Regions from separate parts of the Mus musculus genome. Here all the other regions are linked to region 3. Evidence: chromatin contacts called from public HiChIP or PLAC-seq data. All regions are on one chromosome and are shown on one strand. Each heading gives the region's core, a stretch centred on a gene start, on an enhancer-like site or on the middle of the called end of the contact. The rest is flanking DNA. Distances are from core to core; before and after follow the strand shown. Region 1 overlaps Pacrg (PARK2 co-regulated). Region 2 overlaps Pacrg (PARK2 co-regulated). Region 3 has its middle 7.6 kb from the start of Gm39565.

Evidence for each region. HiChIP or PLAC-seq counts read pairs in DNA pulled down with a chosen protein or histone mark.
Region 1: a contact with region 3 is called in an HNF4G HiChIP or PLAC-seq map of pancreatic cancer cells. The contact joins two enhancer-like sites. A contact is called at or near these places in 2 of 484 Hi-C or Micro-C datasets (bone marrow-derived macrophages and reprogramming fibroblasts) and 2 of 115 datasets of contacts at active chromatin or transcription factors (embryonic basal ganglia and pancreatic cancer cells).
Region 2: an HNF4G HiChIP or PLAC-seq map of pancreatic cancer cells shows a contact between it and region 3. The contact joins two enhancer-like sites. A contact is called at or near these places in 1 of 484 Hi-C or Micro-C datasets (nephron progenitors) and 1 of 115 datasets of contacts at active chromatin or transcription factors (pancreatic cancer cells).

The regions. Positions count from the first base shown.
Region 1 is chr17:10,736,173-10,739,693 of GRCm38.p6, reverse strand. All of the region lies in intron 2 of Pacrg (PARK2 co-regulated), which reads left to right. Among named protein-coding and RNA genes, the nearest start is that of Gm16169, 70 kb to the left of the region's middle. Within about 2 kb of position 1,528, at least 9 of the 459 cell types and tissues checked have an H3K27ac peak or open chromatin away from gene starts, as enhancers often do. A contact at or near this core is called in pancreatic cancer cells, where this site is marked.
Region 2 is chr17:10,700,887-10,704,452 of GRCm38.p6, reverse strand. All of the region lies in intron 2 of Pacrg (PARK2 co-regulated), which reads left to right. Among named protein-coding and RNA genes, the nearest start is that of Gm16169, 110 kb to the left of the region's middle. Within about 2 kb of position 1,537, at least 54 of the 459 cell types and tissues checked have an H3K27ac peak or open chromatin away from gene starts, as enhancers often do. A contact at or near this core is called in pancreatic cancer cells, where this site is marked.
Region 3 is chr17:10,377,278-10,381,133 of GRCm38.p6, reverse strand. No RefSeq gene overlaps it. Among named protein-coding and RNA genes, the nearest start is that of Gm39565, 7.6 kb to the right of the region's middle. Within about 2 kb of position 2,428, at least 56 of the 459 cell types and tissues checked have an H3K27ac peak or open chromatin away from gene starts, as enhancers often do. A contact at or near this core is called in pancreatic cancer cells, where this site is marked.

The DNA.
Region 1 (3,521 bases), core at 279-2,778, 360 kb before region 3:
TACCTTAGCTTCTGTTAAACTGCTTGCTTGTGCAAAACCCCCCTGCTGCAGCTGCCTAGCATGTGATATTTTATTTTATTTTATTTTATTTTATTTTATTTTATTTTTGCCTTTAAAAAACACTTGCTCTAAAGTCTCTGGTTACACTTGGGTCCTGAATATCTGAGTGTAGTCCCAGATGTCTGGAATAAAGACTTTAAACTGAGTATAAGCTGGATCTGAGTGGCCATCCCTGATGTGTTATTTGTAACAATATGTTAAATATTGTTTTAAGAGTTCCAATTTTCTAGGACTATAAATATAATAAATACAAATAGTAAAAGTATTTAAACTTTAAGATCCACGAGAATAGAAATATTTGGAATCTTGTATATTTTCCAAAATTTTATTATTTAAATTTTTTATTGAATAAAATGGACAGGTGAGGAGAGAGAAAGAGACAGAGACACAGAGAGAAAGAAACTGAGGCAATGAGGTTGTCATCTTGGGGAATACCCCAAAGTTGGCTGAGTTAGAAACTACAACCTACCCCCTAGCCACTGTATCTCTTTGTTAATGCCATATCCCTTCGCATCACAGCCTGGATAAATGCTGTCATAGAATGATGGGTTACGTGTTGAGTAAACTGGCTTATCATGAATCTTTTCAAGCCATGCTAATCACTTTTGCTATTTCTGCTACAATCTCTGTTAACGGTCCATGTGTGGTAGTGTTCTGTAGTGCCCTATGGAGAGGCCTCACTGGAAGGATACCTGCAATGCGGCCAGCTTTCTGTCACACTGAAGGTCCTAGTCTTTGGAGATGGATTCCTAGCATCTGTGGCAAGGCTCCAGGAACATATGTCCTATGAGGAACTTTTAGAGCTCAGAAGGTGTCAAGATGCAGAAGGCAGGAGGTATGCAGCTTCAGAGAGTTTCCCACACGACTGTTATGTGCTCTTTTAACTTGCACAGCTATAGGGGAGGAGGGAAGACATCTTTGGTCATGTGCTTGAAACAGGAAATGAGGTAGTAGCAGGGGAAGAGGCCTTTCAGACCCCTTTTTGTCCCCAGTTGTGGTGGGAGAAGCACCTTCCTTTAATCTCTCAACACTCTACATAGCAAGGGAAATATTTCCAGAAAAGTTATGGGAAAGTTTACAGGAAAGAGCAGTTGATATAAGCAACCTATAGTAGCTAAGCTGTGGCTGAAGCAGCACATCTATTTATGCACCTCTTGGGGCTAAAGGCTCTTTCCAACCTATGATGGATGCAAAGATAAAAGGTCTCAGCTCAGGTCACTGGATCCCTGGGATCCAGTTGGACCTGTTTGGCTGCTTCTATTCCTGCTCCCTCATCCAGGAAGTAAAACTGTAATAACTGAGAAAAGACACAGATTATGTGCCAGGAGGAGGATAGCTACCTTGATGGGATGCAATCATACTCAAGACTTGATTCCTGGGTCTCTTGTACTGACAGGGCCTGGCCTGAGCACCAGAATCTGTCCCATGCCCAAGGTAGACTCACTGGAGGATCCTGTGAGCTTTGTCCTAGCTTAGACCTTGGTTGAAGATTAATGTGAAGTTATTTACTTTTTCTCCTCCCCCTCTTTCAGCTGCTCAGTGATTGACAGGAAATTCCAGGTCCCACAGTTGTCCTGTTTACATCAAGCTCCTGTTATAAGGAGAAGTGTATCAGGAGAATACTCTGTGTGGCATAGACAGCCTCAGCCAGCAATCCTACCCAAATCCCATAGTGGCTGCATGAGTGCTGCCTGGCAGAAGGCCCTACAAGCCCTCTAAGCAGGTCCCAAGTTTAAGTACTGGAAGACACTCTGCCCTAGCATCATCCCACATGTGAGGCATGTGTTCAGCTCATACTTTTTAAGTGAATAATCAGATAATTATGTGACTGAACCAGGACTCATTACTTCTGTTTATAAAATCAAAGACAAACCCCACAGTTTGTGTGTCTTTTTAGTCCAAGGGTCTAGGCATAGTACAACCAGCAACGTTGGACTTTGAAGAAAACTCAAGCCTTAGGTTGTCACTAATACATATAAACTGAACAACCCACCACCGTTCTTATAGATATTTGAGTACATGTGAGCAGAGAATCCTTTCTTCCCTAAAGAGTAAAACAAGCTTCTATTCTTTCTGAGCAACAGTGAGACACTGATCCTATGTATAAACCTCCAAGCTGCTGTCGAGAGGCGGGCTAGCTCAGGCTCATATGTAGAACCACATTTGTGCAGTGAGGTGGGCTAGCTCAGACTCAATGTAGAACTGTGCAGTGAGCAAACTCAATATTACAGAATCCTATGCTGTTCTCTTTAGTATGTGTCTTTTATGAGATCTCTGGAAATATAATGCATTATATTTAATAAATAGGGAAACACGGGCTCAGAGAGATTAATTTGCCTGAGGTCACATAGATAATAAATGGATAAATCAAGATCTGAATGCGTGCCTGAGTCAGCTGTTCATACTTCCCTGCCCCCCTTCCCATCTCTGAACCATTTAATTTCAATGGTTCCGTCGTTCCTCGCTGATTTTCTTTTTGTATTTCTCACTGACACACTCTTGACTCCTCTTGACTCCTTTTTGTTATCACTTCCAATGTGTCCTTGGATACATCTATTCTTTCTCCTTAGACAACAGTGTGCAAAATCCTTCCCCTTTTTTTCTGTAGGATACAGAAATCATGAGTACCAGTGGCAATCTCTCTACTGCTGAATGGAACCTTCAAATAATTATCTTTTTCTTTCTCCCTTTTCTTTCTTTTTTTAGTTTTTTGTTCTTCTCCCTCGGAATTGTATGCCATGTTGCCTTTTGACAGTTTGTGAAGTCATTCACACATTAGGTAAATAAACAATTTAAACACTTTCATTGCCAACTACCCATATTTTTGCAGCTTGATTTCCATCATGAAATCATAACTTGGCATGAAAGATATTCTAAAGGGAAATTCATTTATTACAGAAAACAGGGAGAAAAATACCCTCTGAGATAAACAAATACTTATCTAGTCTCTGCCTGTTTAATGATGCCTTCCATATACAGAGTCTTCAAGGAGCTGATATGTGTGGCATATCTTGTTGATCCCAAGAGTATAAAGATCTACAAATAGTTACAAAATAAAGTAGAATGATGTGTGTGTGTCGGGGTTGAGGGTTTCTTTACTTGCCAATCTATACCTTTTCCTATGTATGTTCATAAGCAAAAAATGGTAATGAAATATATCTTTCCTTTTAGTCCTTGAATTTCAGATTAGATTGGCCCTAGATGCTTCCTGTATGTTAGAAAGCCCAGCTTTCATTGTCCTAACCACATTGGCCTTTAAAGCCAATGTTCATGGTGGAGGTCTCAGTGCAGGGAGGGGGCTTCTCTGCCTCTAATTGTTCACGTTCCTGCATGTTGGATGCATAGGCTAGGCATTGGTTCTAGGCAAGTCCATGTACTACGCTGTATTATACAAACTGACCTAAGGGCTATGCTGTTTTGTTTTCTGTGTCATGCCCAAAGAATAATTCTTTATAACCTTT
Region 2 (3,566 bases), core at 288-2,787, 320 kb before region 3:
CTAGTGCTGGTTTAGTGTGATTCTTGATGATGCTGAATCACAGTCTGTGCTATAGTTTGTTTTTGCAGCAACTGTTTGTGTTACTCTGTTCTGTTCTTTTCTTCACTCCTCCCCTTCCTCTTTTTAAAGATTGGTTGACTTCTATAGTATCTTTTAGATACAGGCTGCTCTTCTCTATTTTGTGGTTGCTTTGTGTGTTACAATACAGATGCCTCACCCTTTACCGATTGCTTAGGTTAGCACATACATGCATCCCTCCCCTATGGTCTTTAGCTGTATAGCTTTTTGGTTTACGTTGCTAGGCTTAAATCTACCAACACTAAAAACATCACAAGACAGTGAAACAATTTTAGTGCTAATCAGCCATACATGTTTTTATGACCTAAAAATGTTTTTCCTTACCCCCATCCTTGAAGGATATTCCTAGCAGACTTCTGAGGCCATGTTTTCTCGGAGGGTCATGAAGATGTGTCTCTCCTGCCTTCTGCTGATGTGACGTCTGAACATTGGAATCGTTCTTCCTTTGTGTGTAATGTTCTCTTTCCTTGGTTCTTTAAGACTTTCCCTTGTCATGGCCTCTTGCATTTAGATGCCAGCACATCCAGATATGATTTCTTTGACATGTTTTTTTCTTGCAGTATGTTGAGAGTCTAGAATCTATGCTTATTGACTAGAATCTAATTGGGGGGAGATTTTTGTCTGTTGCTTTTTTTCAGATATTTCTTTCTCTTTTCCCTGTACAGTGAGTGAACTAACATTTATGTTAATTATGTTAATTAGCAGCAATCTTTTGCTTTCTTGTCAGCATTTTGACCTTCACTGCTTTTCTTGTGACACTTTCCTGTTTTGGAGAGACTGTGTCTTGCCAAAGACTGCCAATAGTCTCATGAACTGTTCTACTGCAGTACAAAGTAAGAATTTTTGTGAATATTAACTTTTCCTAAGTCTATCCGAGATGTAATTGTCCCCTTCCTTCTAGCAACAGGCTCCTGGCCGCTTTGGTATTTATCCTCACACACAGCCAGGTCTCCCTAAAGTCAACATCTGTCCACAGACTCACTGACACACACAAGTGGTTGCAAATACCCCCTTCATAGAACACCAGCTTCTTTTTCTTCTATATATACCTCTGTAGATGCTTTCCCCAAAAGTGCCAATTGTGAGGACACTCCTTTCTGACTCTGCCTTAGATATCTGGCTTTGTAGACTATCCCTCCGAAGTTCATATTCACTCCTCATGTTGCATGTGCCTCGGGTCCATCGTGTTGTCTTATTTATTGCCGTGGTGGTTCCACCCACACAGCTGGGAAGACCCCTTGCATGCAGCCTGTCTCTCGGCACACTGAATAATGTGCAGAGTCACCGGAAGACTGCTGACTCCCAGCCTCCACGCTGCAGTCTTTCCGCAGGACACATGCCGCCACCCCTCTTCTCCACTTCTGCCTGCAAATGTGGGAACTTTACAGTCCTAGCAAGTGGCCTTGCTTCTGGAATGGGAAACAAAATATCTGGCTCTGAAGCACATGAGTCAGCACTGTGACCTTTGCATCTGAGTCAGAAGCCACATGTCTCTGAGTCCATTTCAGAGACAAATTTGAGTCTCTGTGTCCAGACAATTTTAAATCACAGAGTGCACTCTGATCCCAGAGTCATGAATTAAGAAAGCAATTATATCTGTCTTCTACCTTTGCTCTCTTTGTTGTGAAGCCCAGGTCAGAGAAATACTTCCTCCATTTTACAGCTTGAAATACCCAGCTCTAGAATAAAAAAGTAAATTCTTGAGATGTTTATGATTAAAATAAAATAAATTTGAATCAGTACTACAAAACACACACACACACACACACACACACACAAACCTAAGACATTACTAGAGCCTTACCCCCTTGCCACTCACGCCGGAAAACCTGTCTTCTCTGTCTTACCTCATCCATCTCTGCCTTTACCCTTAATCTTTCTCAATTCCTTCTCGCACACTCTTTCCTTCTCCCCTCTCTTCCCATTTCCTCTCCCACTCCTTCCCTCTCTTTAGCCCTGTCTCTGACATTCATTGTACTCCTGTTTCCAGGCTTTGGTTCATGGCTGTGTGACTGCTCACAATCACGAACTAATTAACTGGCATACAAACGGCAAATGGCACACAAGGTGCATGCTGTGTCTACCTGCCCTGTGACTGAGGCTATTCAAAACGATCATGCCTGGAAGGCACTACTTTTCTTGTTTTGTTTTGTTTAATCAGCAAATTCAATATACATTTATTTAGACACCAGATTGTTCAAAACAATAATATTCAATAAATTGAACATTGATTTTTTTCCTCATTGTAAGGGATGTTCATTTTCATAGATATTTCCCTGAGTTAAATTCATTTAAAATATATTCTGTTAGAAAATTTGACAATTTTTTTTTTAGTAACCATTAACTAATATCGAATTATACTCCGATACCTCTGGAAGAACCTAATGCAACCATATGAACATCAAATGAACACATAACTATCTGGCCTAGATGCCATAACAATTTATAAGGAAAAATTGAAAGAACTTCTGAAATGTTACATGTTTACCAGTGTTAAGGACAACGCATGGATACAGCTTCCTAGAACAGTTGTTCTCTGTCTGGATCCAGTCTGCAATCATGTTGGGTTTTTTTGTTTCTTGTTTTTCAGTTTTTTTGATTGTTGTTTTTTTTTGTTTTTTGTTTTTGTTTTTTGTTTTTTGTTTTGTATATTTCAGATACCTACAAAAATGATTTTTAAAACTGAAGAAGTGTAGTAACATTTAGGGAGGCAGATCTATATGTATGCGATAGAGCACATTGACAGGTAGGCTAATGAGAGACAGTTTATACAGCAGAATAAATTGTCTATCATATTGGAAAAGAGATTATTATTCATAAGTATTAATAGGAAACAACTCAAGAATATAATTAAAACTGTTCAGTGGATGAACAATAAAATGCACAGCTCCACAGCAAGTTTGGCCATCTACTTACTAAATAAATGATTCTACTTTCATTTCAAATGTAAATACACTTTGTCGGTTCCTCTTTCGTATTCTAGCAAGAGGCATTGAATCAAGTTCATACATAATAGTCACTGCAGTAATATCAGAATGTGAGAGTATAAGGCTGACATTTTAAGGGAGCCAGTGCCAGCCAGTACCCAGATCCCCAAACCAAACAGAGGCAGGGACAAGTGAGAGAGGCAGCCTCTAGCCTGAAGCATGTTCCATGAAGCAGTGGCTGAGGGGTGTGTATCAGATGCAGCACGTGGCACAGAATTCATGAAAGCAAAAAGAACTACATTTCCAAAAAGAAGCAATGTTGAGGTGTTTTGAGTTCTGTGTCTGCAATCCCTAGGAACCAAGCACAAAGAAGAAACACATGGACCCCTCAGCCAAGGCGCCATCATCCACCAGGGAGGCTCACTGGTGATTCTCCAGGTGCTAAGTGGAGGTCAGCTGTGAGGACCCAAGAAAGGGCTGAAGCTGTGAGCCAAGAAGGACCCGAGCCAGAAAAACACTCCCTGAAGCACCGGTGTAAAAGGGCTTAGCCCCCAAGCAAGG
Region 3 (3,856 bases), core at 1,179-3,678:
CTCCTGGCATCCCGACCCATGCTTAGCAGCAGTGTGATGGTCTTACCTATCCCCACGTCTCCCACCCCGAGTGATTTCCTCCCATATCCCAGTAGTGTTCCCCTTCCCCGGGCTTCCTCCCTTTGCCTTCATCCTCTGTCTTTGTAGACATTGCTAAGCTTTCTTAAGGGTGTCCCATACTTAATCAACTTGTAATACATTTGGGTGGGGCAGTGCCACTGGCCAGCTACACTTTCCATACCTGTCCTCAGCTGTGTCTGTCTGTCACTCATGTAGGTCGTCTGGGAAACCGCTGCAGGTACAGGGTGGGAGGGCAAAAGGCAAGATGATCGGGAAGGGTTATACAATGGCAGTTTCAACCTGAGGTAGATCAGCTCAGGGGCACAGTGGAAGGCGGCCAGGCCAGAAGAGTCAAACTCACACAGCTCTATTAGCTCTGCCATTCTCTTGAAAGATGAACCAGAAAAGAGGACAGGCAATCCTGAGGCACACCCCTGTGGCTGCTGCAACTGAGATCCCTTGTAGGGCAGCAGGATGGGGGTGAGGGGTGGGGAGTGGGGAGGTGAGGATAGGGCGGTGGGGGAAGGGGAGTGTTGGGTGTGCTCCTGAGCACGCTGTCCTGCTGCTTCTTCACTGCTGTTCTTTGGAAAAGGAATTAATTGCCTCTTTTCCTTGACCATTAACGGAAGCCACACGACCCAGCTGTCACCCTTCCCTGGTATTACTGTGTATCACTGTAGCCAGTACCTAGCCAACAGCCTGCTTCAAATGGAGCTTAACTCATCCCCTAGTCTACTCCTGCAGTCAGCACTCAGGATGAAGAGCAGAGAAAGGGATGATGACTCTAGGGTGTGTGTGTGTCCATATTCATGTGTGTCAAAACCAGAGGTCAACTTCTGCTATGCACTGTGAGTTTTTGAAACAAGAGTCTATCATTGGCCAGGAACTCTCCAGCTGGCTGGTGAGCCCCAGTGATCAACCAGTCTCTGCCTTCCCAGCACTAAACTAAGATTAAAAATGGCCCACCTTCCTTCCTTTCTCTCTTTCTTTCTAACTGAGTGTCTGTCTGTCTGTCTGTCTGTCTTTTATGTGCATTCTGGGAATCAAACACCCAGGCCTTTGTGCTTGCCAGGGAAGCAGTTTACAAACTGAGCCATCTCCGGAACCCCTGACGACTCTTGTTAATGTGTCAGTGTGGCTGCCTTCATGGAATAGTAGCAGGAGGAAGAGAACATGACAGGCCCTAAACCTTCCTTGGGGTTCAGAGGATCAGAGAAGCCTGCTGGTCCTCAGCCCTCTGAGTTCTGTAGGGCCCTCAATGACACAAAAAGATACTGTGGATCCATTCAAGGGCCCCTTGGTTGCACAGCTCAGTGCTTGAGTCCCAGCAATGTCATGTCAAAACAGTCCTAAAAATAAGGACTGATGTCAGGAGGCAGTAGTCTGAGAGTCAGAGATGTGGGGCAGAAAGAGAATCCACCACCATCACCACCCCGCAGCGGTGGTCCACGCTGTTTCCCTTCCTACAGACAATGAAGAACTGTGTCCACAGAGGTTCAACTCCGGCTTCAGAAGCACCCTAGGGTGCTCACTTCTCAGTGATGATCTGATCCCTGTAAGCTGTGACCTCTGACCTACACTCCCAGGCTGGTGCTCAGCTATGAGTCTGAGAGGTACCTGGGCTGCAGCCAGAGCTCTGACCACCTCCAGGACAGTGAGCATCTCTGCTGGCCTCCCAACTCTTTACATAGCTAGCATCTGCTGGGTCTGGACAGGGACAGAAGAGGGATATGGACATGTGGCCACCAGTACATGGGACCCTACAGGCAGCTCACTCCCTAAACATCCAGGGAGAAGCTTCGGGTCTCCCAGGACCAGCTGCTGCCGACCGACCGTCACTGGGACCCTTTTTCTTTTCTGATCGTTCACATGTTAGGATCTGTAGAAGCTCGTAAGACAGCCAAGTAGTTACGAGCTCAAAAGCTTTGAGAGAGATTTTCTCTGAGGACTCGTTAATGTGATGTTTAATGGAATAGTCCCCTATCTGAATCCTGCACTGGAGCTTTTAATAGAGCTGATAAGCGCTGGGCAGGGCATGTGGCAAAGCAGACATGCCTGACACCCTCCTCAGCAGGGAGGGGACTGGACAAAGAAGGAGGAATGATAGGGCAGTAGGAAGATGGGGGTTCACAGACTGACATTAAAAACCCGCAAACAGGGTGGGAATGGTACCCCATCCGCAGGGTAGCTTAGTGGGGTAGTTAAAGACACATTCTAGTGGCCAAGCTCCGTGGAGCCGCCTCTCAGAACTACCATTAACTTGGATAAAAACCATAAATTAGCCCAACCATGAATACAAGCATTGCCTACTCCACCCCCTGCTACCCCACCCTGGGGCCTAAAATACTCAGGCAATTCTTGCCAGGTGACTCATGACTTCCTGGGCCCACCCCGTTGGCCTATCGCCCCACCTCCCTGGCAATATATACATGCTGAGGGAATCTCTCTGAGTATTTTTGGGAGACAGCTGTTTGCTCTTCTAGTCAAGAGTCTGAGAGGCACAGGCACAAAGTGGGCTGGACCCAGGAACTGGAGTCAGTAAAAGTGGGCAGAAAACATGGATGTCTGGATGGCCCTGCAGCTTTCTCTGGTTCAGGGAACGGATGGGCAGATGGCAACGTCTCCGTCTGAGGGTGGAGGAGGGCATCTCATTTCTCACCAGAGATTTCAGAGATGAAATGAAGGTGTTCTCTCCCCGGTGTTCAATTCACTGCACAGACATGAGGCAACCCACCTGGAATGTGCTAAAGCTTAGAATCACGGGTGTCTTCAGGCTGTAGAGAAACACCTCCAGACTCTCCTGTCTTCCTAAGGCTGGGATCCCATTCAATCCCGAAATATTAGGTGTTTCTTCACAGGAATTTTAAAAGGGGATGGGATAGAAGGCATTTGATGAAACAAGAGTAACAGATACCAACCTTTCTGATTTGTACTCTGTATTATACACAAACACATTCAAAGAGTCAATGTGGAGACTCATGCCTGCAATCCCAGTACTCAGGAGGGGAGATAGGAGGATCAGAAGTTGAAGACCAGGCTTGGCTACCAGAGAACCAGTTGTATAGTGTTCCCTTTGAATAGAGGAATAAGGGAAGCTTGTAAGACTCAGGAAGTAACTGAAATTTACAAGGATGAGGAAGGAAATTCCAGACAGCACCCAAACTTAGAACATTTACAAGGTTCAACCCCCCAAGGTTACATAAGCAATAACAATGGCTAGGGATGAGGAGTCTCCAGTCTGACCAGCTGCTTGCAAGCCATGCAGGGAGCTCAAGGACATGTCTTCTGTGAGTTGTCACCCAGGCTAGGGTGGGACTTTTCAGAGATACAGCTACCATTATGTCACCTGTACTCCTCTAAGTAATTCCAACATGCACGCTGGTTCACAAAGCTAGAATTAGATAGAACTGTTACTTCGGTCTGCTGCTGGTGCCCTGTCTAGGGTAAGTGAACTTTTAATCACATTTCAACAGGAAAAGTGTTGAGGTTTGATCTGTAGCTGTGTATTGTGATGCTAAATTCTGTACCAGAAGGTCTAGGCCTTTAAGTGAATTCTTACATTTACAAGCTTTTGTTCTGCAAACCTTGTTCCTTAATTTAAAACTGTTGATTAAATAAAACTGGCTATAGCCAATTCCTGGAGGGGTTAGAGGTGGGTGGGTTTTGAGTTACCTGACTTGGGATGAAGAGGAACATTAAGGAAAGAGGAGAGACCAAATGAGGAGGAAGAACAAGGAGAGGAGGAAGCCACCATGAGGGGAAGTGGATCATGAGCATGTAACGTGGCCAGGCGAAA